Regions from separate parts of the Siniperca chuatsi genome. Here region 1 is linked to region 2. Evidence: chromatin contacts called from public Hi-C data. All regions are on one chromosome and are shown on one strand. The core of a region is the stretch at or near the end of the contact, and the rest is flanking DNA. Distances in the headings are between cores, read along the strand shown.

Region 1 (6,776 bases), core at 3,922-6,421, 59 kb before region 2:
GGTGAAGTGATTAAAAGTCAAATGTTTTCTCACAAACCACAACATAGTTAGCTTTGATCCATACAGCAGACAGCCATCTTGCATGCTTTAGATGTATAAGGTATTCTGCTACAACCAAAGATACATAATAATCATCAGCAGAGGTAGATTTGAAGTCTCATGTAGTAAATCATGCTCATATACTTCATATACCACAATGTTTATCAAGCTCAACTTTGAAGTCAACATGGACAAAAAGGGCTCAGAATAATGGAAAGATTGAACATCTATAGTTCCACAGCTGAGCAAAGTCTTTCTGCTGATGAAGATCGTGTGATACAGTCACAGCCACTTACGCTTATGAACAAGCAAGTAAGTAGACCTTGAGTCAAAATTGTTTTGTCAACTTTTTAGTGCAGTACATACTGCAAGGTGCTCTCATATAGTACAGTACACACATTATACCTGTCTCAGAGTGACACTGGAAAGTGCACAATTTTTTTAAACACCATTCTAACTTCTTAGAATACAACATTTATGACTAACAACTCATAATCATAAATCTTTGAGTATGCAACATCAAATCCCTCTTTGCTTGACTTTGCCTATGTGAAAACTACCCATCTAATGAACACTATAGCAACATTTTAGTTCAGTTACTGAAATAAGATGTGGATAATTAAGGAGTGTTCAGTCCTGAAATAATGTTACAGTTTCAATATAAACCCATCACCCATTCAGAAAAAACCATCCGTAATAGCCAATCACCATTGTTTGGCTGATTTAAAATAACAGATTCCCAGCTGTAGTGTGACAAAGGATGCAGTGATAGTCAGGATATGTAGGAAAGTTAGTATGTACTCTGCTGCGCAGGGGATGTTCTGCACAAGTTGGGTTATGATCACATTCTTCTCTCAAACAAACTGGCAGCGACGATCACCGCTGGCTGGCCACTTCTCTTAGTCTCTCTGCTCATAGAAAACAAATGGACGTCTGGCTTCTGGTGATCATTTTCTTTGGGGCAGAGAAGAGCAGAAAGTATAGCAGAGGTAAATTATATAATAAAAAGAACAGAGAGCAGAAGTTTCCCTCTTACAAAAGTAGTATTCATCGGACAATGATGTGTTCGGCAACAGTTTCAAGAGGTGAAAACCATTACGCTCGACAGTAATTAATGAATGTGTGTGTTAGAATAGTTTGTAGAAGTTGGACAGAGCTATGGAGTACATTACTACACACATGATGTCTTTTCAGATATAGAAAATACATGACTTCAGAGCGCAGAGGAATGGACACGTGGTCTCTCTCTCTCTCTCTCTCTCTCTCACACACACACACACACATCACAGTCTTTACCAGAAATAGTTCCAGCCTACTGCTTGTCACAGTGCATGGATTTCAATGGAGCATACTCAACCATATTCCCACCATCTGTCATGATGATTTGAGAAGAAAAGCAAGTTCTTACAACTATAGCTGTATTTAAAACATAAAACACTACATGTGTGCATGCTTGTGTATTTGCATGTATTTTTGTCTCCTTGATATAGTCCTCTGCTACCATCTACTGAAGAAAACATGGAATTAAACTGTAATGAAGCCCTCTGACAATAATGCACTGAATTCTAACTGAACTTAAATCATTAGTATTTTTATTTGTTATTTTATTGCTGACATATTTTATTTCATTTGAGAAGATTAAATCAGATTTTGGATTTGAGGCTGTAAACAGTTTGGTCACTAATTATACAGTATATGCTGCATATACAGTACATAATTTATAAGTAGAAAATCTATTATCACATCTACAGTCTCATCAAGAGGGAGTTTAGTCAAATCAGATGGCATCAGAGCCGTTCCATAGATCATAACAGGAGTCAGAGTCTGTGGTGTTTTTAACATTTTATATAAAGCACATTAATCTCACTCCCTACCTGATAGAGCCACATGTTCCCCTACTGGCCTCTACTAAACTGTCATAGTTTCACTTAATGATCTTTCTCAGTTCAGACTGTTTTACTGTTTTTGCTTTTTTTAAACATGATTGCGCTTTGTGACTCCCAAAAATTCAGTTGTTCTTTTTCGTTTCATCTCCAGTTTTAAGTTTTAGAACTTTTAATGTATTCAACTGGGGTGGTTTGACTTTGTTTCTTTTCTCTGGTTTTTGAATTGGTCTCACATTTATTTCTAGGTAGCATTCAACAGTCCTTCAAAAATTTCAAGTTTGCACTTTAGAAATCTGCAGATAGCCTTTTTCCCAGCTGCTCAGACACTCTGAGAGAGTCCCAGGAGTTTGGTCTGCCTTCTCTAGATGCTGAAATAAAACACAGTGGTTAAAGGCATGGAACTGGAGCACAGCCATAGACAATACTCTGCTGTGTTTCACTGTTAAACCAAATCATTGCTGTAAAGATGGCTGTATTAAATGACTGTTTGACTAATGTGAAAAACTGGGTATCCTATAATGTCCTTCAGCCCATTTCGGACAAACCTGAGGCTGTTTTGAGCCCAAACACTGGCTGGAACTGAAATTATTTAAATTTGTTCCTGAAGCATTAATGTATTTAGGACTGCAGAAGGTATCTATGATTCATGTTTAAACATTGACCACCATCCAAAAAGCTTGTTTGACATATTTTTACAAAGTCAGGAACATTGCACAGGTAATACTTTTTTCAACAATCGGGACCATCCTTTGATCCATCCTCTTGCCTTTTAGTTTTCCATTTGTAGAAAGTACTTCTATGTTCTTCTCTGTCCAGTGGATTTGATAACTTGAAGGTCAATTAAAAATGTTTAGATTACATCATCCTTAACAAGAAGGCTTTCTGTATCTCCACTTGCTATCAAATATTGCCCATATTTTGACTAACACTGAATGATGTACAGTAAATATTACAAGACTTTCTCATATCTGCAATTAGCTTGGCAAAGTAAACACCTGTGGTTTTAGATATTTTTGCGTTGGTTCAGTCAGTATTATCACCCCCCACTTACAAGACATATTGACTAAGCTTGTAGTCCACAATCAGTTTTCCTTTTGTGTAGAGGACAGTTTGCAAAATAAACTGTGTTTATTCAGGAATTTTCCCCCCTGATTGAGTCACCTGTCTGTCATGTGACTGCTTCCGCTGTTGTGAATCAAAAGTGTGAATAAGTGTGATGGAGGAAACCACAGACTGCAAAGTTTCTCTCTTTCTCTCACAGAGACTTTCATTTTATTTATTTATTGATATATATTGATATTGTACAAGAATAGGAGAACTGGGAGAGTCTCTTCAATCATTTTGCATCCTACAGTAATAAAATATAATTCAGTATCATACAATACAGTGTGTTTGACTTTGACCTATCAATCAATTAATGTTTGGTCAACCTTGGAAAAAGTTAAAACTGCATCATTTTATCTCAGTTATGTATTTACTGGCAAACTGGTGGCAGAATAACTCTAACAGCAGAGTTGGGTGATAATTCTTTGTGGGTTTATAACTACAAGCTACCCCTTTCACATTAGACAGAGTCAGATTGATTCCAGGTTATTGTTAAAAAAAAAAATACAGGCACTCCTGTAAAGAACAAGAATTACACTGTCAAAATATCCACAAAATGCATACAATGACATCAAACTGCATCTTTTAACTCCTATTTCATTTGTATATTTTTTCCTATGTACCAAGTAAGACCTATGCTTTGAGTATAGGAGGGGAGGGGGGATCAAATCTCCACTTTTAAGTGACCTTGACTAATAACAGGATGTTGAATAATTTGAATACACTGAAGAGTCCTGCCCTCTACAAAGAGCTGAATTAGTTTAAAGAGCAGGTAATAAGAAAATAACAGCATAAGTTCAGACTGTTTGTCTGGGATGGTCCTGATGCATTCCCAAATATAGACCTATTTTTCAGGCTATAATGTAATTACAGGACTTGGATCCAAGTTGTGTCCATCTGTCAAGAAAGTCCTCTCTGCACTGAGATTGATCCAAACCTACAGGATGAAAACGCGGGTGTGCTGTTCCTCCTATCACCAGGAGATGGCACTACTGCTGCACAGTGTGGAAAAGAATAGAATCATCAAGGTTTTGTAAGATTAGTCTGTTATCTTAATAAGATTATTATTATTGGACAAGTTATTATTAGTGAAAGAGTACCGCATATGCAAAAATGCACCATCATCCAAAGTGCCTCAGAGAATGTTTATATCAAGCTATCTAAGTACACTGACAATTTAAGATTTTAGAGCATGAGTTGACAACAGAAAATACTTTTCAGATGGGTAGAGGGACATTGTCAACTGTCTGAAGCTCCACTCAGAAGGAGACAGAAGCCTAAAGATTGTTAAAAACAAAGTCTGCAGGATGATTCATTGCCCTGCACAGTACCTGCATAATTCCTACAGGACTCCTTCACAACGGAAACACATTCCTAAAGGACTTTTTTGTATCAGGTCAGATCAGAGATCAACTGGTCAACCACTGTCAATCATTGCTAATCCCCATACATATCGAAAACACACTGCAGTTATGTGCATGTGTGATTTGTTTAGTTGAAGAGAGTGAGAGACTTGAACTTGAATTTATTTATCTTCTATATTTCCTAGGCCATCAATTCTGCAGGACATCTTCAGGAGGAACCAAATTTACTGTTATGTCCGTTATGTCGATTTTTTTAAAAGCACATTGCTGTACTAATGTCTAAATGCCATGAGGTGGCAGTGTTGGTTCATAATGTAACATCAAACAAGCTCGCATGGACAAAAGCAATGAGGTGCTGGACATGCACTAGGCTTCATGAATAGAACAGAAAGTAGAAAAGTAGAAAATAGAAAAAAAAATGTCTGAATTATATAGTTATTTAAATACAAATACTACTTCTACTGTTACTGCGACTACTATGCCTACTATTTATAATAATGACAATAATAATAATACAAATAACAATAATGAAACGAATAAAGGTAGGAAATTAAGAATTGTGAAAAGAACTTTTTCACATTTACTCCTGTAGCCCCCTCAGGGACCCCTGGATGAAGGTTTTAAATCAAATTATTTAAGTTCATTTGAGTTAATGCCCCCCTCCTGTACCCCCAAACCGCTCCAAATTTGTCCAGCACGTTCCTAATCGTTGATTGGTCCGCTCTCTGATTGGCCTGCCCTCTGATTGGCTGAAAGTTCTGTACTGAGACAGTCTGTCGACGTAGTTTGTTTTCTCGCCTGCGGCTGAAATTTACACTGTGAACGCTGCTGGAGGCAATATTGATATAGTATTCAGGTTTTCATTTTAATAGATGTGTGAATAGTCACGCAAACACGCAGAAAATGTAGATAAAGTGTTTCCGTTTTTCTCTTTCTTCCTTTTCCCGGTGCTGTTAGTGGTCTCCCTCGAGCGTTTTAACGTTGCATGCGGACTGTCATTCAGAAATACTACAGCCTGCATTTGGAGCGCTCACGTGTTTGACCTTAGCCTATATATTTTAGATTTTTTTTCCTACATTTACTCATATGTTTTTTCGCTCGCTTAGTTATAGCTTACTTTTGTATACTTTGTATAAGTCGACTTCATTTACTACAAGTTGGCGTTTCGGTGACAGACGCGTCTCTTCACATTTGTAAATGATTCTTTGAATCGCGAATTAAGCTATCAAAATCATACAATCATTGGAGAGGAGTTGAAGAACATTTTTCGGGATAGAGGCATGGTTTACGTGCAGGTCACCAGGGGGTAACAGACTGTGGCTATTTCATCACTGCTGGGAGTTTTACAGTAAGTCTTTATTAATAAGCCAAAGTCACTGTTATATGTAGGCTATATCATGTATCCACAGGGTCTCAATGTTTGTCGCACTTTATAGTACGTTTACAGTGAACTTGTATCATAAATCACCTTTCATTCGTATGTATTTTTCTATATAGGCTACCGAGTTTTATTTTCCCCCGATTAAGTTCATTTCAAGTTTCATTTTGAGTCAAACTTATGTCATATTCCTATATCATCTTCAACGGTATTACTGTACAGAAGTTGGTACTTAATGTTAAGTTTTGCTATATCTGTGAATAATAAGAGTTATAACATGTTGCAGCACTTGACTAAATGCATTAAGTGGTTACAACTATAGACAGCACATTCATATAGTACAATATGGTTTAATAACGTCATACTGTATGGATGCAAAGAGTTTATGATAATTACATTATTATTTTTTATTAATTGGCATGTCAATTATTTATTTTATACAAGTGATAAATAAATAAATCATTAGACCTCCAGTCTGGGATCATCATAATGCAAACAATCACAGGTTGCAGGCTGTTCCTCCTTAAAGAAACTTTTACATTTACACTTTCAACTGCTTTGTATGATGTTTATTGTAAATTTAGGGAAGAAAGATTGTTCTCCCTGTAAGATAAGAACTGTACTTATGCAAATAGAAATGAGACTAAACCTGATTTTGGTAGGTTGAAAATCTACTCTTGATTTCCACAAATCATTTATCCTGCACTTTTACGTGTGTAGCAGATTTTGGTGAACTGAGACACTGAGGTTGACAAAGGCTGATCAAAGATACAGCATGTGAAGTATTGAAATAAGATCTCATAAGGTTCAGGGAAGAATTTATGTGGCGGAAAGATTAAAACCACTGTAAGGAGAGACATATGGACAGGTGGACAGAATAAATCTGTAAGGAAAATAGTTTGACTTCCAGAAAATCTCTGCTCCTTACTTTTTTCTGACTGCCGTGGACATCTGTAGAACCAAATCATGTTTAGAAGACAGTATACACTGAATAGAAGAGATGGA
Region 2 (6,586 bases), core at 3,010-5,509:
GCAGGTTTGACACGGAAAGATACTGTTACATTTTTACTCACTAAAGGACTAGAAGGTTTAAAAGGTGTCACATCCCAGACATATTTATTACAGTGTGTATATATATACATATATAGTATATACTGTATATGTGTGTGTGAGTGTGTAAAGGAATGTTTTTTTTAGCAGGAGCCTTGGGCGACTAACTTATGTATGGTGTTAATGACACTATAGTTAGTAAGACAACACACATTCAGTTTGCTCTCTCTTCTCTCTGAACATCTTTGGATGAAAGCTTCCTCTTCAAGTCATGAGTGAAGTGTTAATGGAGGAGTCAGCTGGTCGTGTGTGTAACATCGTGTGTTAGATATGAACTCTGTTTTGACATCAATTGCCTGGTCTCCACTGTTAATCAAAACACATGTGTTAGTAGATTTTATGTTGCTGATTTGTATTTATGTCTATATATATATACATATACATATATATATATGTATATATATATACACACACCCACTGTAAGTATGTGTGTTTTGAATTTGGGAAAAACTTGAATACTTTGAATGTATGGCTGCACTGTATGGACAGTGGAAGCGGTCCAGCCCCCCTCTGTGAGCGGGTCTCTAGGAGGTCTGCCAAATAAGGTTTACAGGCTCACACCAGGCCTGGGGGAGGGTTTGCTAGCTGTTAAGAGTGCTAAACCATGTTCCCCTGGCAGATCAGACCCCCATACCGCTCTGCTTCAAACATGCTGCTGTTTCTTAGAACACGCTGTGCATGTGGCAGGAGAGAGGGATGAAGGGGGAGTCCGAGGGAGGGAGGAGTGAGGTGCAACGGGAATTCTGGCACCTCAAGTTACCACTTAGTTAAATAACACCAGAACGCACGCACCCGCACATGCACTGACACACCCATATAGTAATTCATATCACACACAAAAAGATACACACAAACAAACATGTACAGGGTCTGCACCACACAGCCTGCCAGTATCCTATTAATACCAGCCCCGAGGATGCAGGTCATGCCTAGATTTGTATTTCAAATGCGTCTTTCATTGCATCATCCAAATAGTGATGCTTTAAAGACATTTGGCGCTGCATTAAACACTCTGAGCTTTCAGGTGGTCTTCTAAAATCCACGCACAGATCCATATATGTACCAACATGCACGATAAACATATCCATTTACAATTACGCACACTCTCTCACATATTTCCTGCAGGTGGTCCACGGCTGTTTGGTTCCTTTTTCTTTTTTTTTTACCCATAATTACCATCAGGTTTGGGTTGAAGGTTCAGGTTCAAGCCAAGTTAACCGCACCGCACCACCACCCTACCCCCCACCCCACCCCCGCTGCATGTATTTTTGACAGACCTGATATTGCACTGTATCAACCCTCCCCACATCCCTGTTAAAGGGCCTCTCGGATACATTGGTTCCATCTTGAAGCGGTTCCTAGCATGAAGGACCAGACAGATGTTTGTATCTTTTTGATAATCACTGTGGGAAGACATGCTGAGAAAGGGAATCTGATAGACTAGCGTGAGAGTAAAAGCAATATGATACTGTAGAGTATGATACAGGCACATACAGCATAAAGGTATTCAAAAAGGAATTTGCTCTTTGTACTATGTAATTTTTTCCCTGAAAGGTAATTTTGGATCTTTTTAGATGTGTAAGGAACACATTTATGAGTGAATGAGTCTTATGATATGTATGTACACACTAATGGACATACATATCATATTATTTGTCATTTGGTTTTCTCATTTGTCAAGAAATGTGATGCTGGTCCATTGCTGAGCAATTTGAAATGCATGGTGGAGTGTTGAGGGCTCAGAGTTTATTTTACTCTTAACTGGAGCTATAAGTGGGTATAGAATCCTGACTTAATCAGCACTGACAATTGAAAGTACAAGTGAATTTGTCTGATGGCTGGAGTTTGTTGCATCAGGTCTCTTTGTATAGTATACTACCCATGATCAACTACTGTATTTAGAAATGGTCAATTCACTAATGATGCTTCTTGTCTTTCTCTCTCCCTCATCAGATGACTCCAGTTCAAGAAGTGGAGCAGGGATGGCCAACGGTGACTCTGAACATGCCCCAGAGCTGGCTGGGAAACTGGGTAACCACTCGTAACTTCTCTGATCTTATCACTACAGGCATATAAACATTTGAAAATGAGCCTAGAGGTGACACTTTAGATAGCTGAGAGTGTGTAACATTTTAATAAGTACAGTAGCAGAATGTACAATAAACACCTTGTACACTGTCACAGGGGAGAAGGTGAGGGTATATGCCCACACACAGGCCCACATCAGGTTGGTCGTTTGCTCAGATAATTGGTTCTGACAAAGTGGAGAGCAGTCTATTTGTGTGAGGTGTGATTTGGTGGGACACATTCCTTCCTTCTCCCCCCTCTCCCAAGTATCCCTGGCCCCTCTGTCATGTAACTTAACCCTTCTTTCTTTACTTGTTTTGTCCTTTTATCCAACTTTCTCTCCTTCCCCTTCTCCCTCTCTTTCTCTCTCTCTCTGTCATAAACATCCATGAACACTCACACTTACTCTCTTTGTTTTTTTCACACACATTTCGCAGCAGCAGGGATGCCAACACAGGGGGCTGTGGCAAAAAATTGATCCTGATTAAAAACAATCAAATAAATAATGTAATGTGAACATTGTATTTCTGCTGTTTACCTTGCGATTGTTGCTGGACTTCCTGGATTGTATTTTATTGATAAATGTACTGATAAATTTTCAACAACTACGTGTGTAAAGGAGTAGTTTGTCATTTTGGAAAATACGCTTATTCCCTTTCTTGCTGAGAGTTAGATGAGAAGATCAATACCACTCTCATATCTGTGAGTTAAGTATGAAGCTAGAGCCAGGAGACAGTTAGCATAGCTTAGCAAAAGACAGGAAGGAGGAGGAAACAAGGCTCTCGGCTGATTTTTTTTTAACCAAGAAACAGTTGCAACTTCTTATGAAACAACAAATTGTCTATTTTTACATTTCTGTTTGTGTATGGATTAAACAAACAATATCTGTGTTAATTACTAAGTTTAAAATGTGTTGTCAGGTGTATTTGTGAACGTTGGAGAGAACCAGGCTAGCTGTTCCCCCCCGGTTCCAGGCTTTCTGTTAAGCTAGGCTAACTGCCTCGTGGCTCTAGCTGCAAACTTGCACAGACACGAGAGTGGTATCAGACTTCTCATCTAACCCTCAGCAAAAGATTTTAACTTTGTTTAAGCTTAACCAAAGTCCAAATCCTGATCTAAATCTTCACCTTAAACCTAAATGTAAGTGTAATGTTAACACTAAACCCAAGTCCTCACCTAAACTACTCAAATCAAGATTAGCCAAAATCTCCTCAATCTCAGAATCCAAGTTGGAAATCACAAGGCTCTCTTTCTCTCTCTCTCTCACACACACACACACACACACATACTCCCTCTGTCTGTCTGTCCATGGCACACTGTCTCATCAAAGGCGGTCAGTCGTAGGGTCAGCAGTATTTTTACACTGTGAAGTCTGGCGTTGAAGTGGCCCCTGAGACTCAGAACAAGCCTGCCCTTTCGCCAGTTCTGGCTCTCACCTTCTCCCCTCTTCGCCCTCTCTATCACTGCTCACTCAGTTCGCCCTCGCTTCTCCTCTCTCTCTGTTTTTCTTTCTTTCTACCTCTTCATGTGTCTCTCTCTTACCTTTGCTTTTTTCTTGTTTTAACTACATGTCTCGTTCTCTTTGTTCTCAATTTCTCTGCCATCACTCCATTTTTATTCTTCTGTCAGTCGTCTGTATGTGCTAACCTTGATTTGAACTTCACTCTCTTTCTCTTTCCATCTGTTTTCTCCTTAACTTCTGTTTGCTTTGGTTCAGTTTGGATAATATAAATCAGTTCATTTCAAATGTATTTTGTTCATTCTCTAGTGTCTTCTTTATCCAATCCAGTTCAGCTGCTCTTTGCATTGACTGTTCTCTCCTCTTTTCAATTATTTCAGTCTAAGCCAGCACAGTTGAATTTATGTAATCATCAAAGTAGGACATTGCCAAAACATTAAACTATTAATCATTGTCTTCTACTTCTCCACCACTCTCTGTTAGATCTATTGACTGAGTCTGGTCACAGTTCAGCTGTAGTCCAGTAGCTTTTCTTAGTCACGGGGGGGACAAATGCAAGACTAAAAAGCTGTTCGGTTATGTTTGTTTTGTCACCCTGCCCAGCTTCCTGTCGGTCAGCAGACAGCTATATTCTACTGAGTAATGCAGCCGTAGTGAAATCTCCTCATTTAAGCGTGCAAACCCGTCACATAACTCTCCCCCCTGTTTGTTTACCTAGCGCTAGAATAATAACTGTATCCAAAGAAAGAGACACAACTGCAGTAGTTTCAGGGTGATTTATTGCCCCAGTTGATGGCTATCTGCTGTGGCTAGAACATGAGGGCTATAAAATCAAGCACTCCTGTGAATGATTTCCTCTCCTCCCTCCCTACTGGATAGTTTTCTCCCTCTTTGATCTGTTTTCACTGCTCGCTGATTGTTGTGTTTCTTTAAAGAGGGATATGTGTGTATTAATAGATGCATGGGTTTAGGTTAGGTTTTGTCAAAAGGAGGAATATGTATCCTTGAATGGCTAGATGGGGTGAAGTCATGTAACTGCGTGAAGGGATGTGGATGTTTGAATAGGTATATGTGGTTAACTGGCCATTTTATGTTTTGTAAGAAAGGATTTGCATCAATTTTTGGTGTGATGCTAAGCGTTTTATGATTTGTGCACAGATATTTATTCATGACGGATATTTACAGTGATGTTACATAGCTGTCTAGCGGGTGTCTGGGTTTTACGATGGGGTCTCATGGATGCATGATTTGAGGTAAAAAAGAATCTGGTGTATTTGTGTATATGCATGTGTTTGTATGTGAAGGTTCCCGGTCATGTGAGTAAGTCTTTTGTGTCAGAGAGAAGAGGAAGTGATTCAAACATTTTTCTCAAACAAAACAATTAGGTTTATTACAGCAAATTAGGCTGTAGATACCAAGAGGCACGTTGCCATATGTTTTTATAGCACAACATGGAATTCTTGGCCCTGCTTGTGTCAATGACCTCAGCCTGTCTGACGCTCCTTACACTGCAAAACAAGTTAACATCTTAACAAGTTAACAAGTTTCGTGTTCAGTCCTAAAAATTCACTCAATCTATGCCTGTTCACACCAGGCATGAATGTACTTGTGTGTAGATGCAGATTATTATTAACTCCAAAGAAACTGATTTCATGGTGTGGAGTGGAAGGTTACGCATCAGTGCAGAGTATTCATGGGGCAGAAAATTAATTTGTAATCACATTAGTTGCTGCAGATGTCTGCATGCATAAACAAGGGTTCAACCAATAAAACGTCAGATTGAGCAACAAGGAATCAACACACAGTTCATAAAGCCAAGCCAAGCAACATGCTACAATATCTGTGTGATTATAGAGTTTCTTTCTTGGAGAATGCTCAGTCCTAGCTGACTGAGAGGGAGAAAGAGAGTTTCTGTGTGTTACATATCTCTTTATATTTACATTTTTGGTTTGAATTTGTATCCAGAGTAACCCATATTCTACAGGCAGCCAATAGCAATACACCTTGTTTTCCAATACTAGATCTCTTTCTAATTATAGTTCCAATTATCCCTTTCACCCTCTTTCCACTCGCAGTACGTCCACGTTTCACCCAGCCGTCAAAGATGAGGAAGCGTGTCATCGCTCGCCCAGTGGGCAGCTCAGTGCGCCTGAAGTGTACAGCAAGCGGAAACCCTCGTCCGGACATTGTCTGGCTGAAGGACAGTCGGCCGCTGGTGGATGAGGACGGTGGAGCAGGAGGAGGAGGGGAAGGGAAGAAGAAGAAATGGACTCTGAGTCTGAAGTACCTGACACCAGAGCACAGCGGGAAGTACACCTGCCACGTCTCCAACAGAGCAGGAGAGATCAATGCCACCTACAAAGTGGAAGTCATACGTGAGTCACCATGTTTTCTAGAGAGAGAAACTGGGTGCTTAACCTCAAACTTATTCAGCTTTGATAAAGATTGGTTGAAGCTTCATGCTAGGAAGAATCTGCCCAGTTGTGTGTGTCCTGTCCCAACAGAGCAGGAGAGATCAATGCCACCTCCAAAGTCTGTCCCAGACTTTCAAAATGTACCAGCATCCTCTATAAAATAGCAGAGAATTTCCCCTTCCATTTTCATTATCCCATTATCTGTCAATAATTCGATTAGTATATAAAATGTCAGAAAATAGTGAAAGTAAAAAAGTTTCCAGGGCTCAATCTGACCGCTAAATAGCTTGTTTTGTCCGACCAACGGTAGAAAACCCCCAAAATATTCCATTTACAGTTATATAAAATGGAGAAAAGCGTCAAACCCTCAAATTGAAGCTGTAGGAAAAAGCTAATAATTGGCATTTTTGCCTGATAATGACACGATTAACTGATCATCAAAGTTGTTGACTGTTTATTTATTGTCGATTGACTAATCCATTCATCAACTAATTGTTTCAGCACTACTTTTAAGAGATGAAGCATACTAAAAATGTTTCTGTAAAATTTTTTATCTATGTAAAAATGT

Evidence for each region. A called contact is a pair of places that touch in the nucleus more often than the background predicts.
Region 1: a Hi-C map of liver shows a contact between it and region 2, with 2.7 times the contacts expected there. The contact joins the promoter of fgfrl1a here to the enhancer-like site in region 2. A contact is called at or near these places in 2 of 3 Hi-C or Micro-C datasets (liver and skeletal muscle).

What each region holds. Positions count from the first base shown.
Region 1 is chrLG8:8,685,688-8,692,463 of ASM2008510v1, reverse strand. It overlaps fgfrl1a (fibroblast growth factor receptor-like 1a), which reads left to right and starts at 5,171. Exons shown (of 8, transcript XM_044205316.1): 1 at 5,171-5,741.
Region 2 is chrLG8:8,626,199-8,632,784 of ASM2008510v1, reverse strand. It overlaps fgfrl1a (fibroblast growth factor receptor-like 1a), which reads left to right. Exons shown (of 8, transcript XM_044205316.1): 4 at 2,032-2,109; 5 at 5,680-5,979. Among protein-coding and RNA genes, the nearest start is that of LOC122880592, 21 kb to the right of the region's middle. Within about 2 kb of position 4,259, the one cell type or tissue checked has an H3K27ac peak away from gene starts, as active enhancers do. A contact at or near this core is called in liver, where this site is marked.